Regions from separate parts of the Mus musculus genome. Here region 2 is linked to region 1. The links are chromatin contacts, called in public Hi-C maps. All regions are on one chromosome and are shown on one strand. The core of a region is the stretch at or near the end of the contact, and the rest is flanking DNA. Distances in the headings are between cores, read along the strand shown.

Region 1 (6,832 bases), core at 394-2,893:
TTCCCAGCAACCACACGGTGACTCATAACCATTTGTAATGGGATCTGATGCCCTCTTCTGGTGTGTCTGAAGAAAGTGACAGTATACGCACATATATAAAAGAAAGAAAGGAAGGAAGGAAGGAAGGAAGGAAGGAAGAAAGAAAGAAAGAAAGAAAGAAAGAAAGAAAGAAAGAAAGAAAGAAAGAAAGAAAGAAAGAAAAGAGAGAGAGAAATACATGTATATATGTACACTAAGAAAATAGCACTGTGTGGGAAAATAGCACTGAGGCTGTGTTTGCAACAAGACAAAGCTTCCTCTTACCTTGGAAAATAATTCCCTGCAAACCTAGAAATGGAGCTGTTATCTCAAATGGAAAGTTGCCTACATTCTGAGACCAAACAAGAATACAAAATAATTACTAGCATCTTGGACGGATGGAAAGCTCTCAATACTAGAACAAATCCCGAATGATGAACATCACACTGGGTTGCCTACAAGACTAAGATCCTTATACTTCATGAGTGTAGAAGTTCTTGTACTCGGGAATAAAAACTTCAGTGTTTCTCATAGAGGGTAGGGAAAGGGCTAGGGATGTAGTTCCTAAGTAGAGGGCTGGCTAGCAGGCGCATCCAACTCTCCGATCTGCAAAGTTACAGGAAGGGGAAATCTCTTTCACTTAGAATAAATGTTCTGGTATCCAAGGGCTTCCTTTGGTTAAATTCCCTACAGTTCATGTAACCAGGTCACCCGCCACTGAGTTCTCTTATACTCAGGAAGTTGATAGTCGTTTTCCCAGAGTGGGCTACCCATCTTTTTTTTTTTTTTTTTTTTTGGTTTTTCGAGACAGGATTTCTCTTGTGTTGCCCTGGCTGTCCTGGAATTCACTCTGTAGACCAGGCTGGCCTCGAACTCAGAAATCCGCCCGCCTCTGCCTCCCGAGTGCTGGGATTAAAGGCGTGTGCCACCACGCCCATTTTAGACTACCCATCTTCCCACTTCAACTGAATCCCCTGGACAGTTGATCTGCTGGACAGGCAGATCGCGTCTCCATGCATGATGAATTGTGTCTTATTATTCTAGCTTGGTGGTTGTTGTCAGGGTCTCCTAACGTGGCTCTCACTTCACCTGATTCCGTTTCCATTATAAATCCTTCAAATTGGGGCAAATGAATGCCAGCAGTGTCTGTCTGACACGGGACTTGCCTATGCCAACAGATGTGTCTCAACAGGGAGGCAGAATTCCATCCTAGTTTTGTTTTGTTTTTTTGTTGTTGGTGGTGGTGGTTTTTGTTTTTTGTTTTCCTTAAAAAGCCTCACAACTTATTATATCCCACCCAAGGATGCCACATACAGGCCCCTCCACATGGTGAGACCACATCAGATTCCTGTAATCCTTTTCCTCTTCACTGTGGTGTCGAGATCTCTGCACCCGGTTCGCTCACCAGATGTAGCAGCCCCGCTGCGCCTCTAGCAAGAAGGGCACCCGGCCTGGCTCCCGGCTGAAAGGTAGTAACACTTGAGGCACATTGAGTTTGTTGGCCAGGGTCCCAATTAAAAACAGGAAGAAGAGGTGTGGAGCCAAGGAGAAAAGGAGCCCGAAGCTTCGGCGTCGCGGAGCCCCAAAGGCAATCATGGCGACTGCCTGGTCTCAGCTTCCCACTCAACTACAGGTGGCCAGCACCAACACCAACCAATCAGCAGCCACGACGTCAGCGGGGGTGGGGGGTGCCTTTCTTGCTAAGAATTGTGGGTACTTAAGTGCACCAAAAAGCTACTTTATAGAAATTTCGAGCAGAGACCCAAGGAGCCATTTTACTAAATATTTGAGGGTAGATTTTACTAGCAAAGAACCAGACAGAAAGGTCTAAAAACTCAACCAGCCTCCCCATCTCAACTCCTCAACATTGTTGTCTATTGTTTGACTCTATTTTTATTTTTTAATAAAATAGGACAGAGAAACTAGGGCAAAACTTGTGGGTCGTGTATACAAAGGTCTGGGTTCAACCCCCACTATTAAATACAAGAAACAAGTTATTTAATTTTAAACATTGAAGTAATTTCCAGCCAAGTGTGACGGCGCACGCCTTTTATCCCAGCACTTAAGAGGCAGAGATAAGCCATCTCTGAGTTTGAGGCCAGCCTGGTCTACAGAGTTGCATTTCAGAACAGCCAGGGCTACACAGAGAAACCCTGTCTTATAAAAAAATAAAAGTAATTTCCAGTCAGCATTAGTCTAGGGTTCTAAATGGAAAAAAAAATTCATCTCTAGCATAAACAGCTGCCCTTTGTCAAGGCAAGTGTTATTTTTACTGGGAATCGGATTTATGTCCTGCTTCAAGGCCACAGTTCAGGTAGCGCCAGACAGGGGCCTCAGAAGCAACATGAAAAGCCATTGTCTCAAACAACCTGACTCAGCAAATGACCCCCTGGGAGCACTTGTTTTCTAGTAGGATGTGGTACCACACACCCATAATCTCAGTCATCAGGAGGCTGAGACAGGAGGATCAAGTCTAGTTTAAAAAAAATAACACCCTCTCCATTCAGTTCACTGGTGTCCAGTGAATTCCTTGTCATACAAGAATGATGACTTGAGCTCCCAGCACCCAAAATAAAAAAGAGGGCACAGCATGGCCCTCATCCCAGCACACTGGGGTGGCAAATACAGAAGGAGCTTGAGTGTCATCAGCCAGTCTAGCTGACTCTGTGAACACCAAACTCAGTGAGAACCCCCTGCCTCGAGGAGAGAAAACTGATTGAGGAAGATACCATGAAATCCCCTTCCTACACAGAGCATAAACAAATCTAAAAAACCCTGTTTTCTCCAAGTACTCAAAAGAATATTCAGGAGTGTGAGTAGCATTGTCTTAAGGAGGCTAAGCCCATGGAGTTCATAAGGTTGTGATGATGACAAGTGTGTACTTCAGTCTGTTAGATCATGTGATGTCTCCACGTTGCCTCCATTCTCTAAGTGATGGCACTTAAAGATTGAAACTGGACATACTTCCACCCTGACTTTAACATCCGGGTGTGCATGTGGCTACACATGTTGGTACCTGCATGCCACTGCATGAGTGTAGCCATCAGAAGCTGACCAGCAAGAATCAGTCTTTTCACTGTGTAGACCAAACTCAGGTCGTTAGGCTTGGCCGGCAGGTGCCTTGAACCACTGAGCCATCTCACCAGCTACCCGTGATTAGAGGCTGTTTCACTTTATAGTCCAGGCTGATCTGGAATTTATTATGCAGCCCAGAATGGCCTCATCTTTGTAGTAATCCCATCTTGGCCCTGATCGCCCCACCCTTGCTGGAATTACAGCAATCAGCCTTCATGTCTGGCACACCCAGGAATTTAAGTGCAGGGAGTCAAGGGTGCACACCTTTTAACCCCAGCACTCAGTATGCAAAGGCAAGCTGTTCTGAGTGCTAGGCCTGCCAGGTCTATGTAGTGAGTTCCAAGACAGCCAGGACTACATGGAGAAACTGTCTCAAAAACAAAAACCAAACCAAACCAAACCAAACCAAACCAAAAAACAGTAACAATGTTTATAAGAGAAATACTTTAAAGCTACACATGGGGCTGGAAAGATGGCTGAGCGGTTAAAAGCACTGATTGCTCTTCCAGAGGTCCTGAGTTCAATTCCCAGGAACCACATAGTGGCTCACAACCATCTGTAATGGTGACCCGGTGCCCTCTTCTGGTGTGTCTGAAGATAGTGACAGTGTACTATCACTATTTATTTCATGAACTCACATACATGAAATAAATAGATCTTAAAAAAAAAAAAAAAGCAACAGTAAAGCTACACACGGTAGCTTGTCCCTTTAACTCCAGAAGCTGGAAAGCCAACAGGTAAATCTGAGTTTGACACCCTAGTTTACATTAGGTACTAGGCTAGCCAGAGCTATGTACTCAAACTATCTCAAAACAGAAAATGAAAGTAAAAGTGCTTATGTAGAAGACAGAAACCAACCCTATATACTTCACGCAAATGCTAATTTAAAAAAAAATTTTTTTTCAATATCCCAGAACTTGGGAAGCAGCAGAGGCAAGCAGAGCTCTTTTGAATTTGAGGGCAGTTTGTCTATATAGTGAGTTCTAGGATAGCCTGGCATAGAATCCCTGTCTCATTAAAAAATAAAATAAAAATCCTACTGCAGCCGGGCGTATTGGTGCACACCTTTAATCCCAGCACTTGGGAGGCAGCCTGGTCTACAGAGTGAGTTCCAGGACAGCCAAGGCTACACAGAGAAACCCTGTCTGGGGGTGGGGTGGGGGTGGATCCTACTGTATTTGTGAGCTTTTTTAAGTACAGAAGCCCTCAGATCCCCTGGAACTGGAATCATTGGGGGCAAAGCCAGTGCTCGCCCCGGCAGAAGCAGGTGTTCCCAATCCCCAAGGCACCTCTCCAGGACTCCATCATTTTTGGAGACAGGTCTCTTTTTTTTTTTCCCCAAGACATGGTTTCTCTGTGTAGCCCTGGCTGTCCTGAAACTACTACATAAACCAGGCTGGCCTCTGCCTCCTGAGTGCTGGGACTCAAGGTGTACAGTGCCATGTCCAAGCGTTTGAGGGTCTGAACTGAACTTGAAGTTTATTGAGTGGCTAACTGGCTGGTGAGTAAGCTCGGGGGATGCTCCTGTCTAGTCTAGTGGGCTGGGACTACAGACCGTGTGCTGTGCTTAGTCTTTATATGGGTGCTGGAAACCTAACTCAGTCTTGGTGCTTGGGTGATCACTTTACCAAGGGTGCTACCTCCTAAACCCCACAGGCAGATTCTGAACCCATGCTATTTTTGTGTGCTCTATGTTAAGTCTGTCCGCTGTCAGCCACAAAGACTGCCAACAGGGTCCGTAAACCGTGGAGAAAGCGCACCTCGTTTAACAAAGTCAAGCCGGTCTGATCGTGGAGGGACTGGTTCTTTATTTCAAAATGTCACTTATCGATATTCAGTATCAAAACAGTTGCACTGCGGGGTTCTCTTTCTCCGGTCGGTCGGTCGGAGGAGAGTACAAACAAGCCAGGAATCTGCAGGGTGCCCACCTAACAGGCCGAGAAGAAACCACCTGAACATGGCAATTGGGTGGGGACACTTGAAAGATCAGCACACCACTAGCTCACAGACTGCAAAGAATTCTCACAGTCAATGGCTTGGCCAAGCTAACCCAACCCCCCAAAAACAAAACTTCAAAATAATATAAAATTTAAAAAGTTTTTTTTTTGTTTTTTGTTTTTTTACACATAAGCTATTCAAGATTTCTCCAGCACTGACTGATACAAAGCACAATGAGATGGCACTTTAGAGACCGCAGCTTCAGGAGAGGGCGATGAGATGATGTTCATGTGGCTAAATCAGTGGCACAAACATAATTTTCCTTTCTCTGTCTCCCTTGGGGGCAGGTGACCTCTAAGAGGTCTCCACAACACTAAGGGGCGGCATGATCCATCTTTGAGCAGTTAGGAAAGGGGTAGAGCTGCGATAAGTTTGGGCTCAGGGCTGGGGCTGAACGGTAGCACGCTTGCCTAACTAACATGCATGAGGCCCTGGGAGGTGGGGCTGTCTCAGACGTCTCATTGTCTTATTTGGTCACATCTGATGGAAAAAGTAAAAAATAAAAATAAGTGTAAAATTGTTCAAAGACACCAAAGCTGAAAACCTTCACAGCCCAGAACAGTTTTTGTTTTTGGCTAACTTCCTAGAATCCCCCTGTTGTTTGGCTAAGAGTTGGTGCAGAGCACTGAGGTCTCCCACAGTGGAGCCTGCCTGGGCTCTGCTGGCTCTCAGGAAGGCAGGCCCAATCCTGGGTTTCTCCTCCATGGCGAGACAGTATCCATTAGGCTAAAATGTGCTGCTCCAAGCGGCAGAAGTGCTTGGAATGTTAAAAATGGTTGCTAAGACAGAAAGTAATCACAATGTGCGTATCACAACTGCATTGAAGACACTGCGTTGTGCTCACATTCCCTTAAATATTGTTCCCAAAGGTGTTCAGCCCCTCCAACTGGAACTCTGGGAAAAGGCTGACACAGTTTTGTGAAAAAGACAAGAGGGGTAGTAAAAGGGGGTGGCAGGAGGGAAAGCAGCCTTCAGTTAAAAAGATCAGCCCTCAGTTTCAAGGTCAGCTTCAGGGAGGCTGGCCTCTGGCGGAGTCAAGGTCAGAGGGAGGAATGGCCGCGGGGCAGGGATGGGGAGGTCTACATCTCGTTCAGGTCCAGCAGGGTCTGGTCCAGCATCCTTTGTGTACAGAGATGCTCCTCTTTGGTGCACTTCAGTTTATCTAGTGGAAATAAAGAAGAGAAGTTAAGCAAAGGTCCAAGTTCTGAGACTTGCTCCAGTTGCAAGGAAGGTACAGAAGGCAGCTACTGCACACCTGGGTTCTGTGGGGTCTCTGGCTTGCCTACTGAAGCCAAAGAGTTTCTCTCCTGCCCGGGGGAGGGAGCTCAGCTTATCCGCCATTTCATCTCCCTCCCACAGGCAACCAAAAGGCATTATTCAGCTTTCGGTCCCAGAAGGATCCGGTTGAAAGCACCAGGCGCCCACCCACCGGGTCTGTTCACAGGTCAATACCTATTTGAAATGCCACAGTAGAGTGTGACCACTCCAGACAAGGACAAAGATCAAAATCTCAAGTAAAGGGCACAGGATCCTCCTACAGTAGGTACTTTCTTCAGAGTGAAGAGGACAGGAGTCCTCAGGTCAAGGAGAATAAATACGACCCAGACGCATTCTTGTCAGTAAAGCCCCACTGAGATTTTAGCAAAGTTATCAACAGAGCTGACTCGGAGAGTGACTTACAATTAAACACAAAAGCAGCAAGAAGGAAAACTATCAGGAAGAAAGCCTGGTGGCAGGACAC
Region 2 (7,146 bases), core at 1,926-4,425, 92 kb before region 1:
CTGTGGAAGTTAAGGGGCAACTTTTCCAGAGTTGGTTCACTCTGTCCTCCTTGTTTTGAGGCAGGGTCTCTCTTGTTTCTGCTACTAAGAAAGCATCAGACAGATTTCCTGTCTCTGCCTCCTGTCTCACAGTAGGAGGACTGGATTACAGATGAGCATCCCCACATCTGGCTTTTCGCATTGGTTCTGGGTTACCTACTGAGCTATCTCCCAGTCCTCATGGTGTTACATCCCCTCCCCCGATACAAATATGGAATGCTTCACGAATTTGTGTATCCTCCTTGTGCAGGGGCCATGCTAACTCTCTCTTTTATAGATCCAATTTTATTTATTTTTTATTTTTTTAAGATTTATTTATTTTATGTTTGTGGGTACACTGTCGCTGTCCTCATGTGCACCAGAAAAGGGCATTGGATCCCATTATAGGTTGTGGGCTATCATGTGGTTGCTGGGAATTGAGCTCAGGACCTCTGGAAGAGCAGTCAGTGCTTTTAACCCCAGAGCCATCTCTCCAGCCCTCAATCCAATTTTAGAATATGTACCCTGAGTCAAACACTCATAGTGATCTCTTAGAACAAAAATCATATTAGTCATAGTTCTGGGAAGAATTCTAACTGCTATTAATAAGAATTGCTTTTTTGTTTTGTTTTTAGGTGGGTATGGAAGCGAGGGCCTTGTGCGTGCCAGCGAGTGCTCTCTCTATCTCTGCAATGTTTTCCCAGCTCGCTGACTGTTTTGGTGTCTGTTAGCAAATGCACTTCCACCCTAGGATATTTTCTGCATGTATAGTGAATAAATGCACCATCGCTCTAGTATCTTGAGCTGTGGTGCAGTTCGCAGTACCTCTCGAAACGTTTTCACAACTCCGGGGATGTTATGAAAAATTGTTGCAGTTCCTGGGTTCCTAGCCACTCCTACTCCAGTGGCCGTGTCTGTCTGTACAATATTGTTGGTAGAAATCATCCACACCCCAGGCTCACCTGGGAAGAGACCAGAGAAAGTGCTTGGCTGCAATTTTCAGTGTAAATTCATAAACTACTTTATTCAAAGTCTCAATCAAGAGGCATGCAGGACCACTCTGTTTTCAAGAATGTGGGTAGCTTTCTGAATGTCAGATTCCCCTTCCTATATCATGCCAGCAGCACATAATCTACTTACTGCCCTCAGAATAACATGAGCTAGTGAGGTGAACAATCTTAGCTGACCTTAGAAAAAAGGGGAAACTGCATTAAACCTTCATTAGATCTTGCTAAGCGTAAATTTGCTTTGAGCTCATGTCAACAGGACAAAGGTGACAAAGGTGACAAAGTGCAGACTGGTAGGAGGCAAGAGGCAGGATTGGTTTAATTTGGTTTAAATTGCACAGTGGCAAAAGAATGCCAAAGGTTAAGTTATATTCCAAATCTTTGTTGTTGTTGTTGTTGTTCTTGCTTGCTTATTTGTTGGTTTGTTTATTTTTGAGACAGGGTTTCTCTGTATAGCCTTGGCTGTCCTTGAACTTGGTCTTTAGACTAGGCTAGCCTTGAACTCAAGAGATCTGCCTGCCTCAGCCTCCTGAGTGCTGAGATTAAAGGCATATGTTATTATGTCCAGCTTTTAATTTTTAAAAAACTTTTTAAGTGTCTGTATGTATATGTATTACCTGCATGTATGTCTGTGTACCACACATGGCTGGTGCCCTCAGAGATCAGAAGACGGCATTTTTGGGTGTGGTAGTATATGCCTTTAATCTCAAATCCTAGCATTCTGGAAGCAGGTAGCTCTCTGAGTTCGAAGCCAGCTGGTTCACAGAGAGAGTGTTCTAGGAGGGCTAGGGCTACACAGAAAACTCTTGGCAAACAAAACAAAACAGCTAAAACTAAACCAAACCAAACTGAACCAAAACCAAAATACAAAACACAAAACAAAAAAATCAACAGAAGATGGTAATAGATTCCCTGGAATCCCAGTTATGGATGCTTGTGAGCCACCATGTGGGTGTTGGGAACCTCTCTTGTTGGCTCAAGACACCTCAAGATCAAGTAAATTCTCAGAACAAAGGAGATATATTTGTCTTAGAGAGACAGAGGGCAGGGAATAGAAGGAGAAGGGGGAAAGGGGGAAGGAAGATGGGAAGGGATTTTTTTTTCTTTTTTTGGTGGGGACAAAGGTCTGCCTCTGGATAGAGAGGAGACAGATGTAGCCCATAGATAAATGGCAGCTTATAAGGTAAAAGGGGAAACCCCTTGTTAGGATGACGTGTCTAATTTTAATTGGGCATGTGAATTAGGTTACCTAAAGAGGGCTTTTGATTGTTGAACTTCAATAATTTTATAGCTGGACCTTGGTAGTCAGCCTTAGGAAGTGGAAATGTCCAAATAAGGAGGAGGAAATGACCAAATAAGGGAATAGACCTTGGTGGCTAGCTTTAGTAATGCAATCTAACAGCTTTTTAAAAATTAATTAATTTATTTATTAATTTATTTATTTCAAAGCCGAAGGAATGGGAGAGAAGGACAAGGCCTGCCAGAGTCACATTTGCTTTGTTCAGGCTAGCATGAATCCCTTCAAACTGAACCTGGATGCTCTTAACTGCTGAGCCATCTCTCCATCCCCATTTTCTCTTTTGAGGTAGGATCTTATTGTGTATCCTTGGCTATCCTAAACTTGGTATGTAGACCAGGTGTGGCCTTGAATACACGAAGATCTGCCTACCTCTGACTCCCAAATCCTGGGATTAAAGGCATGCGCCACTACACCTGACACTGACTGGATTTCTAATCCTAACATGTAGGCCTCTGCTTCCTTATCCTTTGTAGTATGGACTTAGCTGTCTTTCAAAATTCCAGAATGCAAAACTGAAGGGTGGTTCTGGCACAAACCCAACTAAAAAGCCTTGCTTTTGGGGCCGGCAAGATGCTCAGAAGGAAAAGGAACTTGCTATGAAGCCTGATGACCTGAGTTAATTTTCAGGACCCACACGGTGGCAGAGAAGAGAAAACTAACTTTTGAAAGTTGTCCTCTGGCCTTCAGAAGTGCATCATGACACCTCCACCCATGTCCCACCCCCTCTCATAAATGTTAAATAACATTTGCTTCATCCAATTGTGGAATTATAATTTTTATTACTGACTCTGAAGCAAGCTTAGCTCACAGGCTAAGATTATCCACTGGTCATTGCAGGTCACCTCCAAGGCTGGATAATTTGACCTTGGTGATTAAAGCTAGCTTTGTAACTGGTATAAAGCATGCAGTGCATGTTAGAGTCAAATCCAGTGCTGTCTGCACGCTGAACTCTGCATAGTCCCAGAAAAGAGGCTAGAGCTGTCTTTTGCTACTTTGTGGATTCTTTTTTCTTCTACCCCTCTACACCTCTTTTTCTACCTTTTAACCCCCCCCCCAACACTAGGTAGAGAAAAAAGGGTAGAGAGGAAAGGAGGCAATGTTATCATTAGACTACTTCCTGCTGATCTTCGCTGTCGGGATATCTGATTTCTTTTTTCTTCTTTGTGCATAACTACTTAACAAACCCTGGCCAGCAGCAATCAACCACCAACTCCTCCTCTACCTCTTGGGGCTCTATCACATATTACCCTCTGAAAAGTTCCCAGAATTCCAAATGTCACTCAATTGCAGAAACTATTTGTCACTGGCAAAATCACACCCTTGCAAACCATAGTCAGCTGCTATGGACAATCTGAACCAGCACCATAGCCCACGACTGGGATACAATGAAAATATACTCCTATAACATTTTTGTGTTTTTCAAAGAAACCAAAATTCTCACTATAAGAGGCCAAAGCCAAAGCTCTACACCATCCAGCCAGTCAGACAAGGATGTCTACAGGAACTCCTTCCTGGGAAGTCACAAATAACTGTTTTTTGCTCTCCTCTTCTAGGACGCCAGTGACTAAACAAATCAAAATCCTACTTGGGATGTGCAGCTACTAATGTAGCTGCACAGATGTGGTCCCTCCCCCAGGGAGCCTTTGGCACTGTCTGTACTTTAGCACCTCCTAAGACTAGGAGGTTGTATGCAATTAGGGCAGAATTACAAACAACTAACTGTGAGGTCCCAAGAGTGAGGCTCCAATGACCCCCTCTAGCACTTTCTTCTAATGAGGCAACATTCCAATGAAAAAGTCTGACGTAGGGGTTTCCTAGGAGTCCCACTGCTCTGATACAAACGATGGCTGTATGCTTAGAGAACAGTGCTCCACAACAGATGACTTGTGGCAATACGTACCACTTTCAGTTGTACTGTCTGTAAAGCCAAAAAATTAACATTGCCTAGCCAAGGAGAGATTTACTTTTTATTTTTGGATGCTAGGGATTGAACCCAAGGAATAATTTTCTATCATTTTTATTGAACTTAATAAAACTTCCTTGCAATAGAAATGTTTTGCAGGTCAAGATAGTTTAGGGATAGCAAATGGTTTGGCTAGGATAGTGCAAGTGCTTGCTCTGCAAGCCTCATGACCTGAATTTTTTTTTTTAAGATTTATTTATTTATTATATGTAAGTACACTGTAGCTGTCCTCAGATACTCCAGAAGAGGGCATCAGATCTCATTATGGATGGTTGTGAGCCACCATGTGGTTGCTGGGATTTAAACTCGGGACCTTCGGAAGAGCAGGCAGCGCTCTTAACCACTGAGCCATCTCGCCAGCCCCTCATGACCTGAATTTGATCCCTGAGTTCCCTGTGGAAGGAAGAACCAACCCCACCAAGTTGTCCTCTGACCTTCACATGTGTGCCGGGCCATATACACCATACATTCAATGAGTGCATGCACGAACTTGGGCTCCATAAACTTACCACAGTAATCGATCAGACATTGGATTAGTGCTTGCCTTGATTGTTGCCTCATGGAACAGTGTGTGTGTGTGTGTGTGTGTGTGTGTGTATACTTGGTTCCCAAAACTAAAACCCCATTGATTTTTTCTTTTATTATTATAATTTTAAATATTTGTATACTTTTAAATTTTGTATATGAATGTTTTGCCTACATGCACATATGTACACTACATATATGCCTGTTTCCAATGGAGGTAGGAGGAGGGAGTTACAGACGGTTGTGAGCCACCATGTGGGCACTGGGAATTGAACTCAGGTCCTATTAAGAATAAGAAGTGTTCTTTAAAAAAAAAGTGCTCTTAATCATGGAGCTATCTTTCTATTCCAGCTTTTATATTTATATTTTATTTTATTTAGTTTTTAGAGACAGGATTTCTCTGTGTAGCCTTGGCTGTACTGGAATTCACTTTGTAGACCAGAGTGGCCTTGAACTCATAGAGATCCGCCTACCTTTGCCTCCCGAGTGCAGGGATCAAAGGTGTGTGCCACCAGCCTGGCACTTTTATTAATTTTAACCTAGAAGTTACTTACCTTCCTTCAGAAGATGAGATGAACACAAAGTACCCCAGATTATCTACATTATAGAATATAAAGTTGTGTTCAGTAGACAGCTGATAAGTGCTACTAGTCAACTTTAATTGGTTATTGAGAAAAATGGTCATTCAGCTAGAATGCCCAATAATGAAATGCTCTAAACCATCAGATAGCTCAGCAGGCAAGGGCTCCTGCCACTAACCTGAGTCCAATCCCTGGGGTCCAAGTCCCCCAACTTGTTCTTGTCCCCACACACAAATACATAAATGTCCTTAGAAACAAAATAAATAAATACTTTTTGGGGTGCTGGAGGGACAGGGTCTCATTATATAGCCCTAGCTAATCTGGAACAGGTTATACGGATCAGACTGGCCTCAAGCTCACAGAGATCCACTTTCCTCTGCCTCCCTAGTGCTGGGAATAAAGGTGTGCACCACCCCACTCAACAGAACTGTCTTCTGCTTGTGGTTAAGGAGACATATACCCACCATGCTGATTGACAAGCTGAGTGCTGAAGCAGATGACATCTCCAACAAAGATAAGCTTGGTGTCTGGCTCAATGGCATGTTCTACAGCAACAGGGATGTAGTCTGCCATGCCAGGATGTCTTTGGTCCCAAAGCCCCACAACTGTCACTCCTTTATTCACAGCCTGGGCCATATATGTATAGTTTCTGTTTCCTGGTCCAATAAGCAGCAAGTCATCTCTGAAGGCAGACACGAAAGGCAGAAGTGTCAGAAAAGAGCAGCTGAGCATCCATTCGGGGATGGGATGTTGGGCCAGCATGCAGAAGGCCCAGCTGCCAGCAGAAAGCAGTTTGGTGTATATAGTGAATACTAGGCTAGCCAGAAATACAAAGCAAGATCCTGTCCCAAACAAATGAACAATTCTTATAGAGAGATACTACATAGGAAAAGATCGAGGGGGAGAGAACCTACCATAAGTTTGTTTCAAAGTTCTTATTAATTGTCTCTCTGTATGTGATGGGCATGATAGTCAGAGGACAATTTTTAGGGCATTCTGTCCTTTCACTATGTGGGACCTGGAAATAGAATTTAGGTCATCAGGCTTGGCAGCCAGTGCCTTGCTGAGCCACCTCATTGAGAGAGGGTCCCAGGTAATCCAGGCTCTCCTTGATCTTGTATGTAGCTCAGGATGACCTCAAATTTCTGATCCTCCTGCCTCCACCTCCCAAATTCTAGGATTGTAGGTATGGGCTGCCTAAGTGCTGGGATTAAAGACACACTTGGCTCTTGCTAATAAAGGTTCTTTGTTTTGTTTTTAAAGACAGGGTCTTACTATGCAGCCCCAGCTGTCCTGGAACTTGCTATCCAAATCAGGCTGGCTTCGGGCTCACAGCAGGCTGGCTGCCTGCTTCTGCCTCCTGAATGCTGGGATTAAAGGTTTTCAATACCACATCTTGTCACAATAAAACTTTTTTTTTTGTATTGTTTTGAGACAGTTTCATATAGTATAGGCTAGCCTCAAACTTCTGTGTAGTTGAGAATATCACAGTATTCCTGATCCTCCTGCCTCCATCTCTCAAGAAATGTCCTGGGATTATGGGAGTGTCATAACATCTGGCTTGAGTCAAGCTGTCTATTTTATTTTAAATGAAAGATTTATTAGGGACAACAAGAAACAGTTCCTGAGTGTGAGGGGCTCCAAGAAGGAATGCACTGAGAGGCTCTCGATAATAACAGGTAGTTCCTGTGTACATTTTGTTAATTAACACTTGAAGATTCAAAATCTACTCCACACTTTCTTAATTAACAG

Evidence for each region. Hi-C and Micro-C count contacts between places; a contact is called where the count stands out from the background.
Region 2: a contact with region 1 is called in a Hi-C map of Sertoli cells, with 2.4 times the contacts expected there. The contact joins the enhancer-like site here to the promoter of Nup210l in region 1. A contact is called at or near these places in 7 of 39 promoter capture datasets (the 3T3-L1 cell line, the C10 cell line, cranial neural crest and 4 more), 2 of 15 datasets of contacts at CTCF or cohesin (large pre-B cells and pro-B cells), 44 of 484 Hi-C or Micro-C datasets (the 63-12 cell line, B cells, the C10 cell line and 27 more), 6 of 115 datasets of contacts at active chromatin or transcription factors (bone marrow-derived dendritic cells, embryonic stem cells and pro-B cells) and 5 of 9 other capture datasets (adipose tissue, embryonic stem cells, liver and 2 more).

The regions. Positions count from the first base shown.
Region 1 is chr3:90,098,949-90,105,780 of GRCm38.p6, reverse strand. Nup210l (nucleoporin 210-like) reads right to left here and starts at 1,643. Exons shown (of 40, transcript NM_029937.2): 1 at 1,424-1,643. The coding sequence starts at 1,614. It also overlaps a transcript of Tpm3 not described here.
Region 2 is chr3:90,191,885-90,199,030 of GRCm38.p6, reverse strand. It overlaps Nup210l (nucleoporin 210-like), which reads right to left. Exons shown (of 40, transcript NM_029937.2): 32 at 5,859-6,076; 33 at 844-980. It overlaps Gm24185 (a small nuclear RNA gene), which reads right to left and starts at 349; the gene lies at 245-349. Within about 2 kb of position 3,175, at least 13 of the 459 cell types and tissues checked have an H3K27ac peak or open chromatin away from gene starts, as enhancers often do. A contact at or near this core is called in Sertoli cells and granulosa cells, where this site is marked.